Regions from separate parts of the Mus musculus genome. Here all the other regions are linked to region 5. The links are chromatin contacts, called in public HiCAR-type and HiChIP or PLAC-seq maps. All regions are on one chromosome and are shown on one strand. Each heading gives the region's core, a stretch centred on a gene start, on an enhancer-like site or on the middle of the called end of the contact. The rest is flanking DNA. Distances are from core to core; before and after follow the strand shown.

Region 1 (3,475 bases), core at 965-3,464, 640 kb after region 5:
CACTTGTGTGTAGGACATGCCTTCAGACAGTATGTAGGATTTCCATCTGTGTCTACAGTGAGAGAGATGCCTACAGGCAGTGTGAAGGAATTCCACCTGTGTCTATATGTATAGGATATTTGACAAGGGAAACGCTGCAAAGAATCCTGCAGCATTGTGCTTAGTTCATAATTTTGGCAAAACACAATACAAAATATATGGTGCATGCCTGCCATCCTGGTACTGCAGCTGGAAGCAGATGTCTATGCATCCATGACCAGCCAGTCAAGTCAAAATGGCAAGTTCCAGGTTCAGCAAGAGACCCTGGCTCAAAAAATACAGTGGAGAGTAAAAGAGTAAGATGCTCAGCATTGACTTCTGGCCTCTGCACAAGTGCGCGTGCACGCGCGCGCGCGCACACACACACACACATGCATGTTCTGGAATTGACAAGTTATCATGGCAGGGTTGGAAGGCTAAGCAAAACTTTCCCTCTTTGCTAGGCAGTAAAAATGGGTAAGAGTAAGTATGTGATGGAATGACGTAGTAAAAAAATATTTTAAAAATCCCAGGGTGGGGTTTCTTCCCGTCTTAGACTATTTATGTTTCCGGATGAAAGACACGCACAGTCTTTGGACCCCTTCCAAAGTAATATAGATCAGACATAACAGAAGAAGCCATCATGAGATAAAAATAGAATATATCAGAGGGAGAGAAAGAGAGCACCACAGAGTAGGAGTCAAGAAACCGTCGCCCGTGGGCTGGTCAACTAGAATGAAGAAGAGCTCAGATAAAACATAGTAAAGAGTAGTAATTCGATGATATCAATAGAGAAATAGATTCTAACAGCATGGGTAGTAGATAGTTGCCCAGCTATTGTGTTGTCTAAGACATATTTAAAAATACAAGTCTGGATGTCTTTCATCTGGGAACATATATAGTCTAAGGCAGGGAAGAAAACCCTCGATGGGATTTTTTAAATACTTTTTACTACAGAATGAAAGGGGTAAGACCACAAGAACCCTTTTAAATACACCTCCAGTGACCTAAATGCCTTTTATTAGGCCCCTCCTCTTAAAGGTTCTACCGCTTTCAAACAGTCCCATCACATTGTTGAAGCCTTTAGCACTGGGACATTTAAGGGACATGTTCAGGGTTACTTAAGATGCAGTCTGCAGCAGGATTTAACACTGCAGTTCTCTTTGCACTGCCTAGGATTGAAGTCTGACTCTTCTCCTCTGGCTGTGTGCATATTAGTTAGACTCAGTGCTATTTGCCCCTCTGATAAAGGGGCACAAAGATACTACCTTCAAGAATTGATGTACAAAGTAAAAGAAACACTAAAAAGTGCTTGCCATGGAGAAACCACCATTCTTAATAGAGATCTCGGAGAACCTCAAATTTCTGCAAGAAGGAGCCAGAGAATCTTTATTTTTCTATTTCTCCTGTTTCCTCATATTGAGACAAGATATTGTTCCATAGCCCAGAGTGGCCTGGAGTCCAGCATCCTCTTGTTTCAGCCTCCAGAGCGCTAGGACCATGCTAAGGGTGAATGAGGCCTGTTCTGTTTCTTATTTGTTTAAAAAATATATGAGGGATGTGGTTACATAAAGATTTTTCTATTTATTTCATTATTTAAGTAATAAAAGATGGACTAGGTATTCATCTCTAATTCCATTTCTTTTTTTAAGTGAAATCCCATTAGCTCAAAAATCCGTGTGGAATCAGACCCCATTTTTACACTTTTATTCTTCCTTCCTCTATTCCCTCCTTCCTTCCTGTCTCCCTACCTCCTGGGTGTCTGTCTGTCTGCCTGCCTGTCTGTCTTTATCTCCTGAGAATTTCATTCACTACTCGTGACTACAGTGTTACACAGGGTCTCCTTTGGTCCGGGCTGACATCAAGCTTGTAGCTATGAATGGTCTGCAAATCTGATCCACATGCTTCTGCTTCCTGTGTGTACCACCACTCCCCGCTCCTTTAACACAGTCATCATATTAAACGTGGCCCACACAAGTAGGCTTTTGGCTATTGGGCTTTGAGGATTCCCTCCATCCAATGTCCTACTCAGGGATGAGGTGTAGACCTGTGGTTGCCAGGTCCAGACACTCTCCATACTAGCTGAGTGACACCTTTGGGAGCCCATTCAATTTCCTTCTCCCCTGGATATTCTCTCAGCCTATGAGGAGCCTATAAACAGAAATCTGCTGGGGAAGCACCTGAGCTGTATGCTACTGCCACCTTGTGGTCATATCTCTTTCTGTGACTCAGCCTTCTATTCCTTTTGAGCCCCCATCCTCATTCTCACACCATGTTCTTTCTGTCCTCCCAGAAAAGGAACAACCAAGTGCATGAGCAGGGTCCCATGTAAATCCAAATACTGCCAAAGGCTGGAGTAGTCAAGGTTTTCAGACTGGGCAGTAAATTACCTGTCCCAGTTTTCCTTAGAATGGCTCCAGTTGGGCATGAATGGTTGGATGTAAACTGTTATGTGTTACAAATTATGAATCCCTCCATGGTACCCTTCAAGAAAGTTCATACTGGAATTTTAGGCATGTTCACTGATCATGCCAACATAAATTTATTCTCATCCAGGTTGAAATGCTTAAATGTCATTCATAATGGGACTTATAAATAGTTGATGTTTCTTTCAAATATGAAACCTGGGAAGAAAGTGCGAGTTCAAAGCAGATCTGGCATCTGCCTAGGACCCAGTTCCTGGTTCTCAGGTGGCATATTGCTGTGACCTCCTACCATGCACGGGACATGGAGGGTCCTCATATAAACACACTAGTTCAACTCTTGAAGAGCCAGCCCTGATGACCTCAGCACGACATAGGTCATACTTTTTAAGACTATGTTGGTCAGATTTCAGCATGTGAGCTTGGCATATGTACTGAGATCATTGCATTGATCAAATCAGAGAGGTAACATGGAACTGTAAATCAGTTTGGGGGCAGGGGATAGAGCTCAGCGATGGAGTGTTATCTAATGACACCCTGGACTCTAGCCCCACTCTGCGAAGACTTATTAGCTTAGGCTTTGAAATTCAGTAAAAATTTCTGCTGCTCCAAAGTCAACTAAGTTGACATTAAAACCTGCATGCGATGCTATTTATGAGGGGGTGAAGGTGTTTATATCAAGCATAATGAGTGGGATCTTTCAAAGAATGAAGATTCATAGTTTAATTATGTTGTCTTGGTGACTGTCTGCTTCTTAAATGAGAATAATAAAAGGCTTCTGTGATCTGAGTATAAAATAATTGGGCAAGTATACTAGATTTGAAGTTCTTTATACCTAATCAGATGACTCCCAGTGGAGTCTTCCATGTCCGCTCCTCATTGGAGAAATGTTTTCCTATTTCAGTTAACTTCTTCATTATATGTTCACATGGCTACAGCAGACAGCAGGAAATGAGGGTTTCTTACCCATTTCATCATAACAGTGAGTTCCACTGCTAGTTAACATAGTTTCGATGGGAAATGTCCCCAGAGAA
Region 2 (3,388 bases), core at 344-2,843, 580 kb after region 5:
TGTTTAGGATGGCTTTCATCTCAAGGAGTGAGCCTTAAATCTAATCAGATATTGGTTGGTTATGTGCACAAGCTCTGTGCCAACATTTCTCTGGCACATCTTACAGTCAGGTCATCATTGTGGATTAAAGATGTTGTAGCTGGGTTGGTAGCGTACAGAGTACCTTCATGTATCATGAAGGAGTGAAAGCTCAAGGTAGGCACCAGCCTGACTTCTCTAAATATTTTAACAGCTTCATGCTGCCCACTGACTATCTGGAACTGTGTTAGCGCTGACCCTCACATCATACCTTTACCATGACCTTAAATCATTCTTATCCTTATTATGTGGAAGTGTGTAAGCAAATTCTTTTACTTGGGTGACCAAGCACACATGCCAATAGGTGATTATAACCTCAGATTTTGATAATGGAGACTGGTCAAGACAACCTTGAAAATATTGAACTTATTCCTGTGACTTGTCTCATAAAATGGACTTTATTTTCATGATGTGTTTTGACCCCATGGGTCATATAAATCAACACTCCCTGAATCCTAGAGGAGGATGCTGTGATTTTTTTCAATGCCTGAGAAAAGTTATGTTAACGATACTGTAAAGTTTTTCCAATTTCCAAACTGAATTTTACACATACTTAAGGAGCCTATGAGCCTCTTGCTAGAGGGACATTTGGACTTATCTCATATCTCTTCTTTGTGATGCAAGCCATAGGAAGGTAGAATATATTTTGTAAAATTAGTGGCATCCAGATGAAATATTTCTTGCCTAATGTCTGTCAGGTGTGGATAGTGTCTCAGCAGGTCTTCGATGGTTCTATGCTGTTTGTATTTTGTCAAATGAAGCACCCACAATTATGGTTTTAGCAGCTCTACTTGGTAGAGTGAAAAGCAGTTTAGATCACTTGATGCTGGTCATGATGTCCAATTTGTCAAAAGTTTGTTTCAGAAATAATGTCTGGTTTAAAAATGTTAGCTTTTATTCAGCATTTAAAGAAATGCATTCAAGTGCATTCTTGCTATGTGTATGGTCTCTAATTTTTCCCCCTTGAATTAAAAAAAAAAAAAAAACGGCTGAGAATAATGAAAACATTTCTTTAAATATCCAGCTATTTTGAAGGAGAGTTCAAGACTGTCTCGGGAATACTTTTGGGAGTTTGCTCTTTTTCACTTCAGTTATTTTAGGCAGTCATTAAACAGTTGTTAGCCCGTCTAGTAAGTTTATATGAAACTACATATTTTGAGACTTTAAATGCCACAGAAGATGTTCCAATGTAAACAGGGCAGAATAGATTTGGGGCTTCAAACGGAAGCACCCAGCACCATCCCTCATTCCAACTGAGGAAAGGCTCCCCAGGACAAGTTTACAAGCACAAGTTGACCCACCCTGGCTGATAGAGAGGATCTGGGATGATTCATATCTTCAGTCTACAAAGCGGGGCCAGGAAGGCCAGATCTCTGGTTCAAGTTCAGGGTAGGGAGCAGGGAGGAGAGCTAAATTGACTATGTTCTGTGGTTACAGACTGTGTCTCAGCCCTTAGTGAATGCCTCATAACTGCATTCCACTCATCAAAAGAGTGTGGATTATGAGCTGCTGGCTCCTGGCCAGTAGGACACACAGCAGTCCTTCAAGCCAGTGTTACAAGACTGGAATCTGCATGGACTGTGATGGGCAGAGGGGGCTCCTTCTTAGTGTGACCCCTACCCTTGGTGAGAAGCTGTGCTACCCACCTTCTCCGTGTGGCAGTCAAAGCTGAGACTGGCAAGTTTCATCCTAATCTGATGATCCAAAAGAACTCAGAAGTCCCTGCTATTCTGTGGACTTCTGTGAGCCTGTATTTACCCTGAGCATCTACCCTTTGTGTCTGTGAATACGATATTATATCTGCATTCTTAAAAGTAAATTTTAATCTGTACCTCTCCAAGGGCTTTTCAAACCTCTCTTATTTCTATCTCCTCTTATTTACAATCCGATTAGTAGCTGATCTGGGTAGAGCTTAACCCTTACTCAGTTCCAGCAGTGGTTTTTGCATATACTTTGTATACCTTATCTTATTGGACCCTTAGTATTACCTATCAAGAGAATGCTATTAGCAAACCCATCCTTTTGTACGGATGTAACAGAGGGACTCAGAAATTGTGTGTAGCCAACCATTTGTAAATTGTGTGTTTCAAAGTGGTCCCAGGATTTCCTTCCCCTCCTATACGAAGCTGTGTAGTTGCACAGGCCAAATACAAGAACAACAAAATATTTGGGCATCTGTGGGACATTGCTTTATTAAAGCAAGTCTTTGCTGTCCAGCTGTCATTTGTTGCCCCTGGTATCTAAAGTAAATTGGTCTGCCTTCTAAGGAGGACACTATAATACAATATCTTTAATATGCGTGCCCTTCTTTGCTTCTAGAATTGTTTAGGAAAGGCTTTATAATACTCATCCTTCAAACAATATTTAAATGACCAATATTCTGTCTTTCTGATTATTTTAGTAGAGTCTATTGATTCTATCCTATCTTAAGTGTTTCTTGCTGTGTTATTAGGTTGCTTCATGGAACATTTCTCCCCCTCCTTTTTCCCTCCCTTGCTTCTCTTCTCTGCCTCTTTCTGTCTCCCTCATCCCACTCCTCCTTCATTTTTTATCCCTCAGGGTACTATGTGATCCCTTGGTCTTATAGGCAGTAGAGAGTCATGACCTCAGTTGATGGTTGTCAGGACCAGGGCTCGTTACTGATCAGCCTGTGGCATGTTGCTCCTTTTGTGCTTTCATCATGAGCATGTGCACCTGGCACCTGGGATCACTCAGTAAATGTTTACTGAATAAGCAAATCCCTTCCTTCCCAAATTCATGCTCTGCCTATGCTCATAACCCACTCCAGACTTTTATTCTTAGTTCATGCTTAAGGTATATCAGTAGGAATGCTTTTGCCTGCATGGAACAGAAAGACCAGCTCAAGCTGGCATAAGCAACGGGGATTTTATTAGCTGACAGAAATGCTAGTCCAGAGATGAAGCAGACTGTGAGACACGCTCCCAGCAAAGGATCCAGCAGCCCTCCTTGTCATTCTCCTGGCTCTGTCTCCCTCTGGCTGATGGGAATCCAGATTCTCAGATTCAGCAACGACATCTAAAGTCTACTTAAAGAAGATTCTCTGCCTGGATGTTTCTAGAAACCTGTTCTCTTTGTGTTTCATTAATATGAGCTGGGTCACTTGACTGGTCCAGATTCATTCTCCAGGTCAGAAAACAAACAATGTTCAAACAGATCCAGCTAGACTTGTGTTCCAGACAAAAGACACAGAGATGGAATTCCACTGAGACATAAAAATATAGTCATGTAAAGTAGGGTCTCTTACAGAACATGATGGGAAGCCTGAATACATTTTGGGGTTCTGTTTGGC
Region 3 (3,453 bases), core at 132-2,631, 660 kb before region 5:
TGCATGTGTGTATGCATGTGGGTATATAATGTCTCTAATGCTGCAATTGGAAATCTTCCCCATTTAAAAAGTTAAACCAGAATTCCTAACTAAGATTTATGATATTTAAAACTTAACCTTGTGACCAGCATTTCCTACCAGTGCAGTGTGCCTGTATGCATGATCCTCCCTGTGCAGTCTGCATGCACCCATGGTCCTCCCTTTGCAGTGTGCCTGTACCCATGGTCCTCCCTGTGCAGTGTGCCTGTACCCATGGTCCTCTCTTTGCAGTGTGCCTGCACCCATGGTCCTCCCTGTGCAGTGTACTCACAAGCATTGATAGTAGATGCCTCTGGACTTTTCTGCTTTGGGCTTAAGTATGGGAGGAAGAGAGGTGGAAAGTTGTGGGAAATAATGTCAAACTTTGTGCATGTAAAGGGATTTTTAAGTGGCTTAACGGTAGTTTGGGAAATTGTGGTAGGTTTTGTTCTTATTCATCTGAATCCTATGCTTCAAGTTCGAGAGGCTATGAGGAGCAGAGACCAGAGCTCTTTTGAACCAAAGGCTGGTTGTTTGAAGGCTGCAGCTCTGCATCATTTTATATAGCAAACTAGTCAGTTGAAAATTCTTCATCGTGAGGATGGTCAGAAAAGGGCAACGATTTTCTTTTCTTCTCCCAAAGACAGGGGTCTTAGGTAGCCAGTCTGATTGTAAATGGATCCTCCTGCCTCAACCTCTAAAGTGCTGTGATGTGTGTGTGTGTGTGTGTGTGTGTGTGTGTGTGTGTGTACCACCACTCTCTGTCTGAAAAGAATTTTGATCGCCTAAAAAATAAAGAATTCATATATTTTTATAATTTAAAAAAAATCGCCGGGAAGTGGTGGCACACACCTTTAATCCCAGCACTTAGGAGGCAGAGACAGGAGGATTTCTGAGTTCAAGGCCAGCATGGTCTACAGAGTGAGTTCCAGAACACAGCCAGGGCTACACAGAGAAACCCTGTCTGGAAAAACAAAACAAAACAAAAAAATCACATTTTACCCAGACAATTTTGGAGTCAACATCTTGTCTAAGATGCATCTTGGACTGCTTAATGACGTAAGAGAGATCAGCTTCATTGCTATACTTTTCAAAATTCTGAATGTGGATTATCCTAGTAGAAAGCTATATTCTCCCAGCTGGTATGGAGACAAAACTAAATGTCTGGCCTATAGAATGCACTTAAACTCACTTGTGAGTGGCAGGTGCTCTACTGTAAGCAGGGCTATTAGCAGACAGCTAACGTTGTGGAAGCCCACTTCCTCTAAAGGACTGTTCCAGGAAACATGACTCATCTGCTCAGGAAATGAGCAAGGAGGCGCGCCCTGATCAAAGAGTCAAACCCACTGTGGCTCACACACACAAAACCTCTTCTGCTTCTCTGCTTTGTTCTAACCAGGAAGGGAGCTTTTAATTACCAGGCTTCAGACAGAGAAGCTCTGTGGCTTTTGGAAGAAGGCTGAGAGGCAGAAGGAAGGAGCTGTGCTGTTCACACATGGGGACACTCTGTGTACAACTCTGTTATCATAAAGGGGAAAATGTTTGTAGACTATGGCTTTTGGGGTGGACACATAAGTATTTATGTGTGAAGGGTGTATTTTTGAGCACGTGGGTCTAAGCACATGTGAATGCTGCTGTGTGCAGGCCAAAGATCAACACTGGATGTCTTCAATTGCTCTCTACTCTGTTTAAGACAAAGTTTCTTCCCAATTTGACTAAGTTGGCTGGCCAGATCCAGGGATCCTCCTGTTTCCACATGCCTATCCCAGTGCTGGGGTTACAGAGATGTGAGGTGTACTATCACACCCAGCTTTTTACACAGGAGTCTGAACGCAGGTGCTCTTGCTTGTGTGACAAATACTTAGTAACTGAAACAACTCCCCAGGTCCCAAATACAGCTTTTGACAGTGCAAAAGGCTAGGGGCTGAACCATAGTCTGGGAGATTCTTTTTTTTTTAATATTTTTTATTACATATTTTCCTCAATTACATTTCCAATGCTATCCCAAAAGTCCCCCATACCCTCCCCCCCCCCACTTCCCTACCCACCCATTCCCATATTTTTGGCCCTGGCGTTCCCCTGTACTGGAGCATATACAGTTTGCGTGTCCAATGGGCCTCTCTTTAGTCTGGGAGATTCTATTCATGCTAGAATAATAATGCACTGTTTATGGGCATGTGTCCTATGCTGGGCATTACTGGGGGTTAAAATGCCTAGCAACTCTGCAATGAAGTCTCTACAAACTGAGGTGAGTGCAAGTGTAGTTAATGCAGAATTGTGAAATGCATCAATGATGCAAAGAAAACTGATTGTTTTCTTCACCCCAATTTTCTTTCTAAAAGCCAAAAAATGTTAAATTGTAGCAAATATACTCATTCTTTGTTAAAGGATTATAGAGAAGCACGGAGCAGTTTTTAAGGCCGTTACTAACAGTTTCCAAACCTTCAATGTGTCAATGGAACCTCTCCATTCTGTTTCCTCAAAGAGCTTCAGTTAAATCAGTAGACTAGAATATGGGTGTTGTCATTTCTCATTTATACTTTGTGCAAGGTGCCAAGATGCATCGAGGAAGCTGGCTGCAGTCATCAGCAAAAAGAAAAGGAAGAATTCTAAACGAGGGGCCACTAATTCCCTCCGCCTGCAGGATGGATGCACTATGAATCCCTATGGCTGGCTCAGGAGCTCTGCTTCGATTAGTACCGCGAACAGCAGTTAGCATTGTTTGCTGTGTGCTAGGCCCTGTTCTCATTCTTTGTGTGTATTAGCTCATTTACTTTGATTGTTCCATTTTACTGAGGGAAATGACACCCAGAGACTGAACAACCCATCCATGGTTATTCAAGCTTAGATTTAAACCCAGGCTTACTGGCTCTAGAATCTTCTTTCTAAACCGTCATGCTCTACTGAGCAGCATAGAAAGGACTGAGCAGGTCTGCAATAGAGCCCGATGCTTAAGGGTCACTTCTAGCCAGGGAATATTTGAGGAACATGAAGCTTTATTCTTACCACCCCACAGCTGTCAGCAGGCTCAACTGATTTGATTAAACCCTCCTTGAACAGATTTGATTCTAATAATGGGCTCCTCAACTGCACAAGTAAGAAATTTCATTTCCAATGATATTTTTCAAGGAGAACTAAAGAAGACTACTATTAGACTGACAACAGAATTTCTGGATCTTGAGAGATTGTTCGGGAACCCTGCATGGAAGCAGTTGTATGGACATGTGACCAGCAGTTATGTGCAAATACAAACATGTTTTTTCATTTCCCTTTTTGGAGAGGTTAGGAAAAAACAAACTTTAACTGGATAGAAACTTCTGTCTTTAAACAGATTCCAAGAGAGAAAGAGAAGACAAAATCCTAAGCAGAGCTGCATCTGTGGACTAAGGGGACGTGGAAGTCAAAGGCCACCCACAGAGAGCTCTGGGGCTGCTG
Region 4 (3,555 bases), core at 746-3,245, 530 kb after region 5:
TTTTTACTTTTTTTTTTTCTCTACAGAAAATTGATACTTTTTTCTTTTTTAAAAAATTAGATATTTTCATTATTTACATTACAAATGTTATCCCCTTTCCTAGTTTCCCCTCCCAAAATCCCCTATCCCCTCCCCCCTTCCCCTGTTCACCAGCCCACCCATTTCTGCTTCCTGGCCTTGGCATGCTCCTATACTGGGGCATAGAACCTTCACAGGACCAAGGGCCTCTCCTCCTATTGATGACTGACTAGGCCATCCTCAATTACATATGCAGCTAGAGCCATGAGTCCCACCATGTGTTTTCGTTGGTTGGTGGTTTAGTCCCAAGGAGCTCTGGGGGTACTGGTTAGTTCATATTGTTGTTACTCCTATAGGGCTTCAAACCCCTTCAGCTCCTTGGGTTCTTTCTTTAGCTCCTTCTTTGGGAACCCTGTGCTCTGTCCCATGGTTGGTTGTGAGCATCCACTTCTGTATTTGTCAGGCACTGGCAGAGCTGCTCAGGAGACAGCTTTATCAAGCTCCTGTCAGAGGTCACCCCCTCCCCCAGGTAAAAAAAGGAAGCTAATACTTAGGTCTTAGTTAACATTAGTAACATGTAATCCAAATGGCAATAAGACTGAAGATTTGGAAAACCAACGGCACTTTGTATATGCTTAAATCTTTAAACATACCGAGATCTGTTTTTTTTTTTTTCCTTCCTTTAAAAACAAAAACAAAAAAATTCTGGCTCAATCCAGTGTATGGTAGACATCTGCTTAATGAAAACAGCTCAGTTTAAGAAGAACACGGTACTGTATTTCATCATCATAGTCAAACACAGTATACAAAGTTTACCTTAGTAAAAGGTCTCTGTGTGTATTTCAGCTTGCACAACTGTTATACTTTGTTTCTGCTCGGTGAGTGCTACCTAGAAAATTTGTATGTAGATTTTTTTTTCAGTGCAAGAAAGGTTGTCAAAGCAAAGCAGCGTCTTATGAGCAATACTAGAACGGAAAATAATTCCTTCTCCTCCTCCTCCTCCTCCTCCTCCTCCTCCTCCTCCTCCTCCTCCTCTCCCTCCTCTTCCTCCTCCCCACTCCTTCTTCTCCTTCTCATCGTCCCCCTCCTCCCCGTGCCCCTCTTCCCCTCCCCTCCTTTTAGTTTCTTTGTTTTTAATTGAAAGCTCACACAATGTACTCTGATCATGGTTCCCCTCCTCCATCTCCTCCCTACCTCTCCACCCATCCAACTACAAGCGAACCATTATTCCGGTTTTACCCTCTTACCAAGAATTTCGGGGTCCTTAAAAACCTGCTTATTTTTGTCTCAACGGTTACACTAAGACTTCTCAACTGCGGGGAGGGGGTGCGCTGGGGGCGGGAACGATATAGTCTGCTAGCAAAGACAAGCTCCTAGCAAAGACAACAAAAACAAAACAGGCCATCACAAACCAAAAAGCTAGGGCACAGGTGTAGTAGAACCAATTGTCAGGTCAGGACCATGTGGGAGGAAGTCTTAGTTCATCACTGGCACTTGTTTTCTGACTCCTCGAGTGCTTTCACTCATGCTTTTGCAGAAGTTCGGGGTCTGTCTGTAGCCTTTTTCGAATCATGGAGAGTTTCAGTTTAGGGTCTAACCCTGTGGATCTTTTTCCTCCTCTGGACTCCAGGAAGAGGAGGTGAACTGAGCAGCTGGGCCAGTTACCTCCCTAGGGAGCTGCGACTGGCTGGCTTTCGTGGCTTCGAAAACTTTCCAGCGCGAGTGCCACGGCGACGGGCCGCAGCTGAGTCGGAGCCCACGCGGCCCGCGCCTCCCGCGAAGAACTTTTCGGAGTGGCGGTGGTTTGTCACTCTCGCTTTCCGACGCGCCTCCCCCCTGGCTCGTGCTCCCGGAGCGCCCTCCTCCTGGCGGGGACCTTCCCTGGAGCCAGCCCGCCCAGCAGTCCCAGCCTCCGCCGCTCGCGGGCCCAGAAGCTCCAAAGAACTGGCGCCCCTCGCCCCGGCCACCCAGCCTCGTGCCTGCGCCACCGCCTAGTCTAGGCTTTGCAACATGCTTCAGCGGCGTCGCGCGCACTGAGAGCCTCCGATCCTGGGGCGAAGAGGAGCGGGGGACCCGGGTCGTGGAGGAGGGGACCCGCAGCCTTGGAGTCGACTTTTTGCCGATGGTCCAAAGCGACACGTCCAAGTCGCCTCCCGTAGCGGCGGTGGCGCAGGAGAGCCAGATGGAGCTGCTGGAGAGCGCGGCTCCCGCGGGGGCGCTCGGAGCACAGGTAGCCACTGCGCCGCGCCTTCTGCTGGCTTTGTGAGCCTCAGAGCCCCGACCTCAGTCCCTCCCGCTGCCTCCTCTCCCTCATCGCGAACCGCGCCTCCCCCTCCTGCTCCGGTCTCCTTCGCCACCTCCTCCCGCCCATCCCGGTGCTGCTGGGGGACCCTGCCCCTGCGCGCCTTCCACGGGCTCTGCTCCGGCTTCCATTTTTTTGTTTGTTTGTTTGGTTGGGTTTTTTTGTTTTGTTTTCTTTTGATTTTGCCCCCTTTGCTTTCTGAAAAGCCAGTGGGAAGGGGCGAGGACGACCTGCCGCTCCTCCCCGGCTTTTCCCGGGCCACGCCGCTTGGCTGTCCGCGCCCCTGCCCTGGAGAAGCACATGGAGAGCCATGGACCAGGCGAGTGGACTGGACCGGCTCAAGATCGTGAGTCCGGGCGGGCGGGAAAGGGATCCGCATCCTGCATCGCTGTTTCCGCCGCTGCCTCTGGTGGTCTCTATTGGGAGCTAGGCAGGGAGGTGAGGTGTTATGCAGGGGTCAAGGTGGGCGTGGATCCCCTTGCCTTCTCCCCGGAGAGCAGCCCCAACCCCCCTCAGCACCTGGGGCGCTGTGCCACCCAGACAGTTCAGCTAGCTGTCCTCTTTCCAGGGTTTGCCTGGACCCTTGTTTCTTTGCTGGAAGAAGAGAGCAGAGTGTTGTGGGTGAGAAAGTTTTTGTTTCTGTTTACCCCGAAATGGCATGCCATTCTAGCGGCTCCTGGGTTCCTTTCTCTGATGAGTATTAGCGGTTTCTGGAAAAATTCTGTCCTGCTGCTCATTGTGAAATAGGAGATGTCGGTTGTAGGCGTGGAGTGTGATAAGGTGGCTTTTACGTAAAGCCTTGGCAGGTACAGTTGGGATTCCAGACACCCCCAGATCTGGGCGGAAAGGAGTTCCTCAACTTTTATTCTTGGGGTAAAGCCTTCAAACCTGACACTTGAACTACTTGGAGAGTGCTGGGAAGAGGTTAGGGTGAATCCAGGAAGAATATTTCTCCTCTGCTTAATGGCTTTGGCTTGCTCATGTCAAGTCCATATTTGCCAGATGGTAAATTGTGATATTTGTATGAATAATAATACATAACATAAAATACACTGGGACGAGGTCTTACTGTGCAGTAGAGGGGTGGGAGTGAGGCGGTCCGAAAAAGGTCACAAATATGTTGCTGCCGCTCTGGTAGACAGCAACAGACAGCAGCATTTCTGTACTGTGCCGATGGTAACCCCATGTAGTATAATTCAAGCTCTGCTGAGCCCCCCACCCATTGTGTGTGTGTG
Region 5 (3,612 bases), core at 1,040-3,539:
AACAGTTTTAAAAATCAATTTAATTAAAGGGATATGACATTTCAAAATTAACTGTGGAATTTATTAAACATATTATAGAAACATTTTAATGTGAAATCAAGTCTCTAAAATGTCTTTTAAGAAACTGTTATTAAAAATAAAATGAGTAATTTCAGTATTTTAGGTAATATGGCAAGTTAACCCCAAAATACAAAGCCATGCCACCTTTTATATTTGCCTTTTCTTGTACATATAACATTTCTTATTTTTAAAACCTCTATTTCATAGCATATTACATAATAAAGATCCCCAATAGCAAAGTCATTCTTCTATGTCAGAATACATGGTTAATGTTATCCATACTAATATATGTTATTTCTGATTTTCACATATTGATGATTCAAATTTGAAAAGTAGTGTTTTGCTAGGTAACAACCTAACAATTTGATTTTATTACTGGATTAGAAGCATGCCCAAATATATTTTCATAACCATCTGGCTCTGAGTCAGGGCAATTATGATAAGGTACTTAAGGCACTGGCCCATCATTTTAAATGGATAAGTTGACACTTAATTCTGTCAGCGCAGTAATCAAGAGAAAAGTCTATTGAGAGACGATGCTCTGCTTCCCATACCAATAGTGGGAAGATTTTATACTTCTCATAATGACACAAAAGCACTTCAAAAATCTTAAGAAAATGGTGGCGTTAATGTCTGACATTTGTCACATTTTTATATTTTAACTCCACCCCTTTGAAAGAAAAATTATGCTCATTAAGTTACTCAGAAAATATTTTCGTTCAGGTTGTTTAAAATTGTAGAATTTTTTCACATATATTTGAAGGCTTTTTTTTTTTTCTTTTTCAGTGCCAAGGTCAGAACCCAGAGCCTCTCACATTCTAAACAAGTACCCCATCACTGAGGCTCATCCTCAGTCAGTCTTTAAAGCCTTTTAAACTCTTATCCACTCAGATGTCTATGTAAATACACATCTATGCTCTTACTTTCAATGGCCAAATAAGTACAATTATAACTATTGATTCCACTTGAGTGCTTACTATATGCTAGACACTATTACAGGGGATTTGCTTCTAGTAATTTATTTCATCTTCAATGGTTTGTCATTTCCGTTTCTTATTTATGAGGAAACAGACAGAGGAGTTTGTCCAATCTCTTTAATGTCGGACAGTTTAGCGGTCATCAAAACTTTGATATTGTAAACAACGCTGCCATTAATATCTTGGTTCATGTTTTAAAAGACTGTAAGATTTAAAATTCAGAATAACTGGAACCAGAGGCACATTTCCAAAAGCTGGCTATATACTTCCCATCCTTTCTCTTAAGAATGCTGTAATTTATACCCCATCAGGCAACTTTGTTTCCCATCCCTTGGATTCTTTTAGTTTTAAATGACTGAAAACGTTAACCGATGCTTTAGTTTGCTCCTCTTCCTCCAAAATTCGACTTTAACTGTTTAGTAAGCAAGCTGTTTGTACTGTTATACAAATCTTGTTGACATGTTTATAAGCTTCCCTTTTTGTAAGGGTCCCTATTTGGGCACTTTTTACCGAATCTCAGTGCATGTGCAAGACCGACTTGCTAACTTTACGTAATATTTCCAAGAGATGATTCTTTAGATTTCACATGATTTAGAGGACAATGTGTGTGTGTGTGTTGGGAGCTGGGGAGGGGGCGTGCGTTACATACATATGTACAAATTAGATCACCAAATCAACATTTTAAGTTGCCAAGAGTCCTCATCAATGTCTGGCTCCATTTTTCATGTGTGTGTGTGTGTTTTTTTTTTTTTTTCAATTTCTGCCGTTGGGTGTGCGTGCTTATCTCAGGCTGAGAAGGTCTAATCTTCTCAGGGACTCAGTGACTGCACGTTTAGTCAGTCGGAGCCCACACCCAGGAAGGCTCCCTCTGATCTCAGGCTGGGGAATGAGCCAGCGTTACCTCAGCCTCTCGAGAGGCTGTGCGCCTCGACACTCCCTCCAAGGGATTCAGGCCAGCTCCACCAGCTCACATGACTCCAATCCCAGCAACTTCCATGAACCCTCGACGAGCGCGCTCAACATTTTCCTCGGGTAACCCAAAGGACTGCCTGACTTTCTAGAGGGATTGCAACATCACAACAACCCATCGAATAAACCCAAGGAGTTAAAAATTAAGGGTTTGGCTGGACCCAAACTGAACCCTCTCCCTCTCCCAGTCTCTTATTCACTCTAGAGGCTCTTAGTCGGCCTCGGTGCGCCTGAAGGACCTCGTCCTCCCGAGACGCCCGGGGACATGGAAAAGCCGAGAACCTAGCCGCTAACCCCACGGGCACGCGGGAACTCAGCAGAGGAAGAGACAGCGGCGGCTCATCGCGTGGGCCTCGGCGGAGGCGGCGGGCTCTGGCCAGACCCGGAGCGGGCAGTGTTCAGGCAGCGCTCAAGTCGCCTACATTCCCGACACGCCCCGCGCGGGGGCCTGTTCCGCTTCTCGGCTGTTGCCGCCGCCGCCGCCTCTGTTGCTGGGGTGGGTGAGAGGAGGGGCTGAGAGGGACCCTGCACTGGCAGGCAGGCGCCCTTGCTGTGTTTGTACCTGAGGGGCCTCCTTTCTCCGTCACCCCTAGAGTGCCGCGGGGTCGAGGGGCAGTCCCCGGGGACACCTCGGCACGCAGCGGACATGCCTCTCTTTGCCACCAACCCCTTCGACCAGGATGTTGGTAAGTGTTTTCACCGCCCCCCGTGGGTGCCCCCCGAGACTGCGAGCCCGCGCCGACTCCCGTCCCACTGCGTTCGTTCATTCTGGATTCCCGAGGCCGAGCCCACGTTCTTCTCTCCCGGGGCCCCTTCGTTCAGAGTTGGGAGAGGGTTGAGCGCTTGGCGCATCCTCTTTGGAAGAAATGGGACTTAGAACCTCTCTAATGGGCCTTGGTAAGGGACTTGGGGAGGGGGAGCTTTGAAGGAATCGCTTAAGGGATTCGGGGTAAAGGGTTGCCTCGGGAGGAACAGACGACGAAGCCATCTGCCGCTGGGGCATGGCTTCTGGGAGAAGAGCGAAGGACAGACGTATCTTGGCTTAAGCAGATTGATTATATGCTCTATCGCCAAAGTATTTGCCTGGCCCAATGGAACTGGCAGAATGTTTTAGGTAAGGTTACTTAAAGGGTTTTTTAAATAGCCCTATAACGGTCCCTGGAGGAGAGAGGTCTGGTTACGTACTGGTAGGTTGAAATGTTGGAAGAGATGGAGATGGATTACTTGGCAACAACTGAAAACGCAGACATGAGCCTTTGGGATGCCTTTTTCAGGCTGGGCCTCTGCCTTTGGGGAAGTGTGGAAGAGGATTTTGATTCTAGGATGGGGTCTGAAATGCTAAATTTTTTGTTGTCTGAATCATTGGTATTAGGTACCAAGCATACCAATTTAACAGGTTAGCTATCTATTTTTCAGACCTGATTTGAATTTCTTGAAAGAATTTTGGGATGTTTTTGAATGCATTACATTGAACTACACTGGCAGCATAGTGTGGAATGAAAGCGAACCAATACCATCCAGTCCCACAGGCTGAATTTAAGCATAACTGTAGTAAAAGAATGTAAGGATAACTTGTGAGAGTTACTTTATGAATTTTGTTTATTAG
Region 6 (3,344 bases), core at 396-2,895, 550 kb after region 5:
CTAGGTTCTCCATTCTTTCTCTATGAGCGTGTTATGATGAAATAGGCCAGTTAATATTCCGCATCAAACATTTCAAGGAAAACTCCTGTCCTGACTTGCAGTTTTGTAAAGTGTTCATTGGCGAGAAAGCGCATTGTGTTTTTATTTTGTCTCATTTCTGTTCTGTATAAAGTGTTACCTTCACATGCTCTTTGGGCACGGGATCCTGAACGCATGATTTTCCTGTTTTTCTGTTAAGTGAATCACAGCATTGTGAGATGTGTTCCAAATGGTTTCCTCCAAGCAGCATGAGATAGTTATCTGCCGAGACTGAGTGCTGCCATTTCTAGTTGGCCTTTGAATGAATAACTAGGTTTGTTTGTTAGTTTGCTTGTTTATTCCCTGGTAATTTCACACATGAATACAATATATTTAGGTCATACCCACCTCTCAATGACTCTGCCTTTTGATATCTCACCAGGTTCACATTACAAATAGGCCTCCTCAAACAAACAAACCAACCAGCAACAAAACAAAAACCCAAACCAAACCAAAACCAAAACCAAAACAAACCAAAAACAAAAAAACCTAGTTGTATGCGTTACAAGAGTTAAAACCTGTATGCTAATTGGAAATATGCAAATAAACACTCTTGACAACTTTCACTATTATGACTTTAAAATGCAATGTTTATTTTGAACATTTATTAAAACATTGACAAGAACAAAGCATTTGGGAAGAAGTACTGACATCTGATATTTATTAAACGTTACTGTGTCTAGGGCTCAATCCTACCAATGAGGAAACCCAAGCATGGAAATAAAGTAATATAGTCACATCAGGAGGGAGATTGGATTGAGGATTTGAATTGAGGCAGCGGACTCCAGATTATTATTATTTTCTTTATTGGTGACATCATATTCTCTTGTTACAAAAAGACAGATTAGTGAGCATGTATCACAATTGTTTAACTTGTTTAGCTGAGGAGAGCATAAAGAAAAATTAATACTGTTGTTTTTAGTATGTAACACACTGTATGAGTCTCTTCATAGTTGTAACAGAATTCCTGACAGAAGCAACTTGAGGGAGGAAGGGATTAGGTCACAGTTTCACGGGATGCTGGTCCAGGATGCTGGCATGAGAATGTGGCAGAGGCTGCTTGTGTCTTTGAAGATAAGAGGATTCGAGGACTTTGCCTGAGACCAGAAAGGGATAACACCATCAAGCCCAGCCTCAGTGACTCACCTGTGCTATGTCACCTGTGCTATGTCACCTGTGCTATGTCACCTGTGCTAGCTATGTCAGTCCCATGGGCTGCATAACCTCCTAAGGCAGCGCCACCAGCTGGCGGAACAGAGTGTCTCCTGCACATGATCCCGAGCACACTTTACATCAAAATTTGAAAACACTAAGCTACTCTCTACTCTGAAGTCTCTTTAGGGAAGAAAAGAGAATAGTCTTATTGTTTTAAAGTTTCACTGGGTGTTATGATTGTAGTGTGTGTGTGTGTGTGTGTGTGTGTGTGTGTGTGTGTGTGTGTGTGTGTGAAGGCCAGGCCAAAAGAGGATGTTGAGAGTCCTGGTCTATATCTCAACCTTAATCCTCTCACTAAACCTGGACCTAGGCTTGTGGCCAGCAACCCCTCAGTAATCCTCCTATCTCTACCCCACACAGTGTTGACATTGTCATAATGTATGCAACCACAACCAGCTATTAACAACAGTGCTGATGCTCAGGCCCTCACGCCTAAGTTATGGACATTCTCTCTCACTGAGCAGTCTCCTCAGCCTGGCTTCATGACTTCCTCAATGCCAGCATTCCTTTAGTTCTTCCTTTAGAAGTTGCCTGAGTTCTCAGTTTGTGTCACAGTTTAGTGTCCCTGTTGGTAATGAGAAGGACAGACATAGTTGGAAGAGTGTTTGTTTCTTTCCTTCTTTCCAAGAATCCGCAGGAGCATACGAATTTTAGAATTTTAGAATTCTGGAAGCTTCCATCCTGTGTTAAGTAAACAGAAATGAACTTGACTGTGAATCATCTGTAGCCTGTACTGGTCTGTTTGGAGGGCTGGCTGTGGCTGACGTGGTCCCAGGAATCATCCAGGTCATGAATCTGGGTGAGGCTGGGCAAACATTACACCTCGTTTTATGTGAGGCTACTTCAGAAATAGTTTATAGTCTGCTGGGGCCTTGGTTTTGTAAGTAGAACAAATACTTCAATTTTAATGGATTAAAGGGCAAAAAGTGCTACCCATGACTTGTAGATACTGAATGTGAAATCAATGAGTACTGTTCAGATTGCTTATGTACTAAAAGGGATTGAACAAACAAAGCACTGTTGTCTTGTACTGTTAAGATAATTGTAGGTACCAAGGTTGTCTTTGTGCCGATACAAGCTATGTGCTCTTTGGCTGGGTTTGGGATACATGTATGGATAACAGGTCTCTATTTTTCATTAGTTCTTATTACATGAACCAAGTTTTCTTACAAACCCAGAGAAAGAAGATAAAATCTCCAAGGGCCAATTGTCTAGAAAGAAAACATTTCTTTTAACACCAGAAACTAAGTGGGGTAAATTACTTTACTGAAAGAAAAATGAAAAACAAAAAACCAAAAGCAATTAAAAAAAAAAAAAAGCCAGCTAGACTAGAAATAACAGCTGAGCCTAACTGACATCGAAGGATAGAACATTTGTGTTGGTCTCTTCCAGTGACAGTGGAAATTCTTTGATATTTCCGAGGTTAAGGAGAACTATGCACATCTGCAGGTAAGTGTGGTCATTGAAATTAAACCAGCTGTACGGAGTGGAACAGACCATTTTATTTTACAGAGTTTGTTTTTGTGTCTGCCTCCCTCCCTTCCTCTACACCATCTCCCTCCTCTTCTCATTCATCCTTCCCTTCTCTGTCCCTCTTTTATCCCTTCCTCCTTTCTCCCCCTCCCTTCCTCTCTCTCTCTCTCTCTCTCTCTCTCTCTCTCTCTCTCTCTCTCTCTCTCTCTCTCTCCTCCTGCTTTCTGTATTTCTCCTATTCTCTTCCTGTTTCCCTTCCTTTCTTTCTCCATTTTTTCCCCTAAAGACACTTGGTCTTGCAGCTTGCATTGATGAAGTCTTCTTAAGATGCACACCAAATGCTCAAGAGACCACTTGCTAGATCTGATTTGTTTCAACACATACTAAAGCCACTTTTTCAATCCAGGTACTCTGCCATGCAAGCTCAGCTATAGGTTCCTGTCATGCTTGGCCAAGACTCAGTAACTGTTTGTCCTGATAACTCTTATATGTCCTGGAGTTGTGCTGACTTGTGTTTATTGTGTTAGAAATTGAGTCTTATGAATTCACTCTTTTTTTTTTTTCTGGAATTTTCAAGG

What was found. HiCAR-type assays count read pairs that join an accessible place to other places. HiChIP or PLAC-seq counts read pairs in DNA pulled down with a chosen protein or histone mark.
Region 1: an H3K27ac HiChIP or PLAC-seq map of epiblast stem cells shows a contact between it and region 5, with 11 times the contacts expected there. The contact joins the enhancer-like site here to the promoter of Stamos in region 5. A contact is called at or near these places in 6 of 39 promoter capture datasets (cranial neural crest, embryonic stem cells, frontonasal cranial neural crest and 3 more), 1 of 484 Hi-C or Micro-C datasets (cerebral cortex), 6 of 115 datasets of contacts at active chromatin or transcription factors (astrocytes, bone marrow-derived macrophages, cardiomyocytes and 3 more) and 1 of 9 other capture datasets (macrophages).
Region 2: a contact with region 5 is called in a FOXA1 HiChIP or PLAC-seq map of pancreatic cancer cells. The contact joins the enhancer-like site here to the promoter of Stamos in region 5. A contact is called at or near these places in 3 of 39 promoter capture datasets (the C10 cell line, cranial neural crest and frontonasal cranial neural crest), 2 of 115 datasets of contacts at active chromatin or transcription factors (bone marrow-derived macrophages and pancreatic cancer cells) and 1 of 9 other capture datasets (macrophages).
Region 3: a FOXA1 HiChIP or PLAC-seq map of pancreatic cancer cells shows a contact between it and region 5. The contact joins the enhancer-like site here to the promoter of Stamos in region 5. A contact is called at or near these places in 2 of 39 promoter capture datasets (the HPC-7 cell line and pre-B cells), 3 of 484 Hi-C or Micro-C datasets (CD4 T cells and cortical neurons), 1 of 115 datasets of contacts at active chromatin or transcription factors (pancreatic cancer cells) and 1 of 9 other capture datasets (macrophages).
Region 4: a contact with region 5 is called in a HiCAR-type map of astrocytes, with 2.1 times the contacts expected there. The contact joins the promoter of Cacnb2 here to the promoter of Stamos in region 5. A contact is called at or near these places in 3 of 39 promoter capture datasets (the C10 cell line, cranial neural crest and hippocampal neurons), 4 of 484 Hi-C or Micro-C datasets (bone marrow-derived macrophages, cardiomyocytes, embryonic stem cells and 1 more) and 5 of 115 datasets of contacts at active chromatin or transcription factors (astrocytes, cardiomyocytes, embryonic forebrain and 2 more).
Region 6: an HNF4G HiChIP or PLAC-seq map of pancreatic cancer cells shows a contact between it and region 5. The contact joins the enhancer-like site here to the promoter of Stamos in region 5. A contact is called at or near these places in 5 of 39 promoter capture datasets (the C10 cell line, cranial neural crest, hippocampal neurons and 1 more), 1 of 484 Hi-C or Micro-C datasets (bone marrow-derived macrophages), 1 of 115 datasets of contacts at active chromatin or transcription factors (pancreatic cancer cells) and 1 of 9 other capture datasets (liver).

The regions. Positions count from the first base shown.
Region 1 is chr2:14,709,812-14,713,286 of GRCm38.p6, forward strand. All of the region lies in intron 2 of Cacnb2 (calcium channel, voltage-dependent, beta 2 subunit), which reads left to right. Among named protein-coding and RNA genes, the nearest start is that of Gm13269, 55 kb to the right of the region's middle. Within about 2 kb of position 2,215, at least 3 of the 459 cell types and tissues checked have an H3K27ac peak or open chromatin away from gene starts, as enhancers often do. A contact at or near this core is called in epiblast stem cells, where this site is marked.
Region 2 is chr2:14,649,933-14,653,320 of GRCm38.p6, forward strand. All of the region lies in intron 2 of Cacnb2 (calcium channel, voltage-dependent, beta 2 subunit), which reads left to right. Among named protein-coding and RNA genes, the nearest start is that of Gm32741, 47 kb to the left of the region's middle. Within about 2 kb of position 1,594, at least 22 of the 459 cell types and tissues checked have an H3K27ac peak or open chromatin away from gene starts, as enhancers often do. A contact at or near this core is called in pancreatic cancer cells, where this site is marked.
Region 3 is chr2:13,412,375-13,415,827 of GRCm38.p6, forward strand. All of the region lies in intron 27 of Cubn (cubilin (intrinsic factor-cobalamin receptor)), which reads right to left. Among named protein-coding and RNA genes, the nearest start is that of Cubn, 78 kb to the right of the region's middle. Within about 2 kb of position 1,382, at least 226 of the 459 cell types and tissues checked have an H3K27ac peak or open chromatin away from gene starts, as enhancers often do. A contact at or near this core is called in the HPC-7 cell line, macrophages, pancreatic cancer cells and 1 more, where this site is marked.
Region 4 is chr2:14,602,311-14,605,865 of GRCm38.p6, forward strand. It overlaps Cacnb2 (calcium channel, voltage-dependent, beta 2 subunit), which reads left to right and starts at 1,996. Exons shown (of 14, transcript NM_023116.4): 1 at 1,996-2,248. The coding sequence starts at 2,141. Gm32741 (a long non-coding RNA gene) reads right to left here and starts at 2,275. Exons shown (of 4, transcript XR_374017.4): 1 at 1,266-2,275; 2 at 835-907.
Region 5 is chr2:14,071,645-14,075,256 of GRCm38.p6, forward strand. It overlaps Stamos (signal transducing adaptor molecule (SH3 domain and ITAM motif) 1, opposite strand), which reads right to left and starts at 2,290. Exons shown (of 2, transcript NR_038162.1): 1 at 1,939-2,290. Stam (signal transducing adaptor molecule (SH3 domain and ITAM motif) 1) reads left to right here and starts at 2,456. Exons shown (of 14, transcript NM_011484.3): 1 at 2,456-2,692. The coding sequence starts at 2,653.
Region 6 is chr2:14,619,041-14,622,384 of GRCm38.p6, forward strand. All of the region lies in intron 2 of Cacnb2 (calcium channel, voltage-dependent, beta 2 subunit), which reads left to right. Among named protein-coding and RNA genes, the nearest start is that of Gm32741, 16 kb to the left of the region's middle. Within about 2 kb of position 1,646, at least 31 of the 459 cell types and tissues checked have an H3K27ac peak or open chromatin away from gene starts, as enhancers often do. A contact at or near this core is called in pancreatic cancer cells, where this site is marked.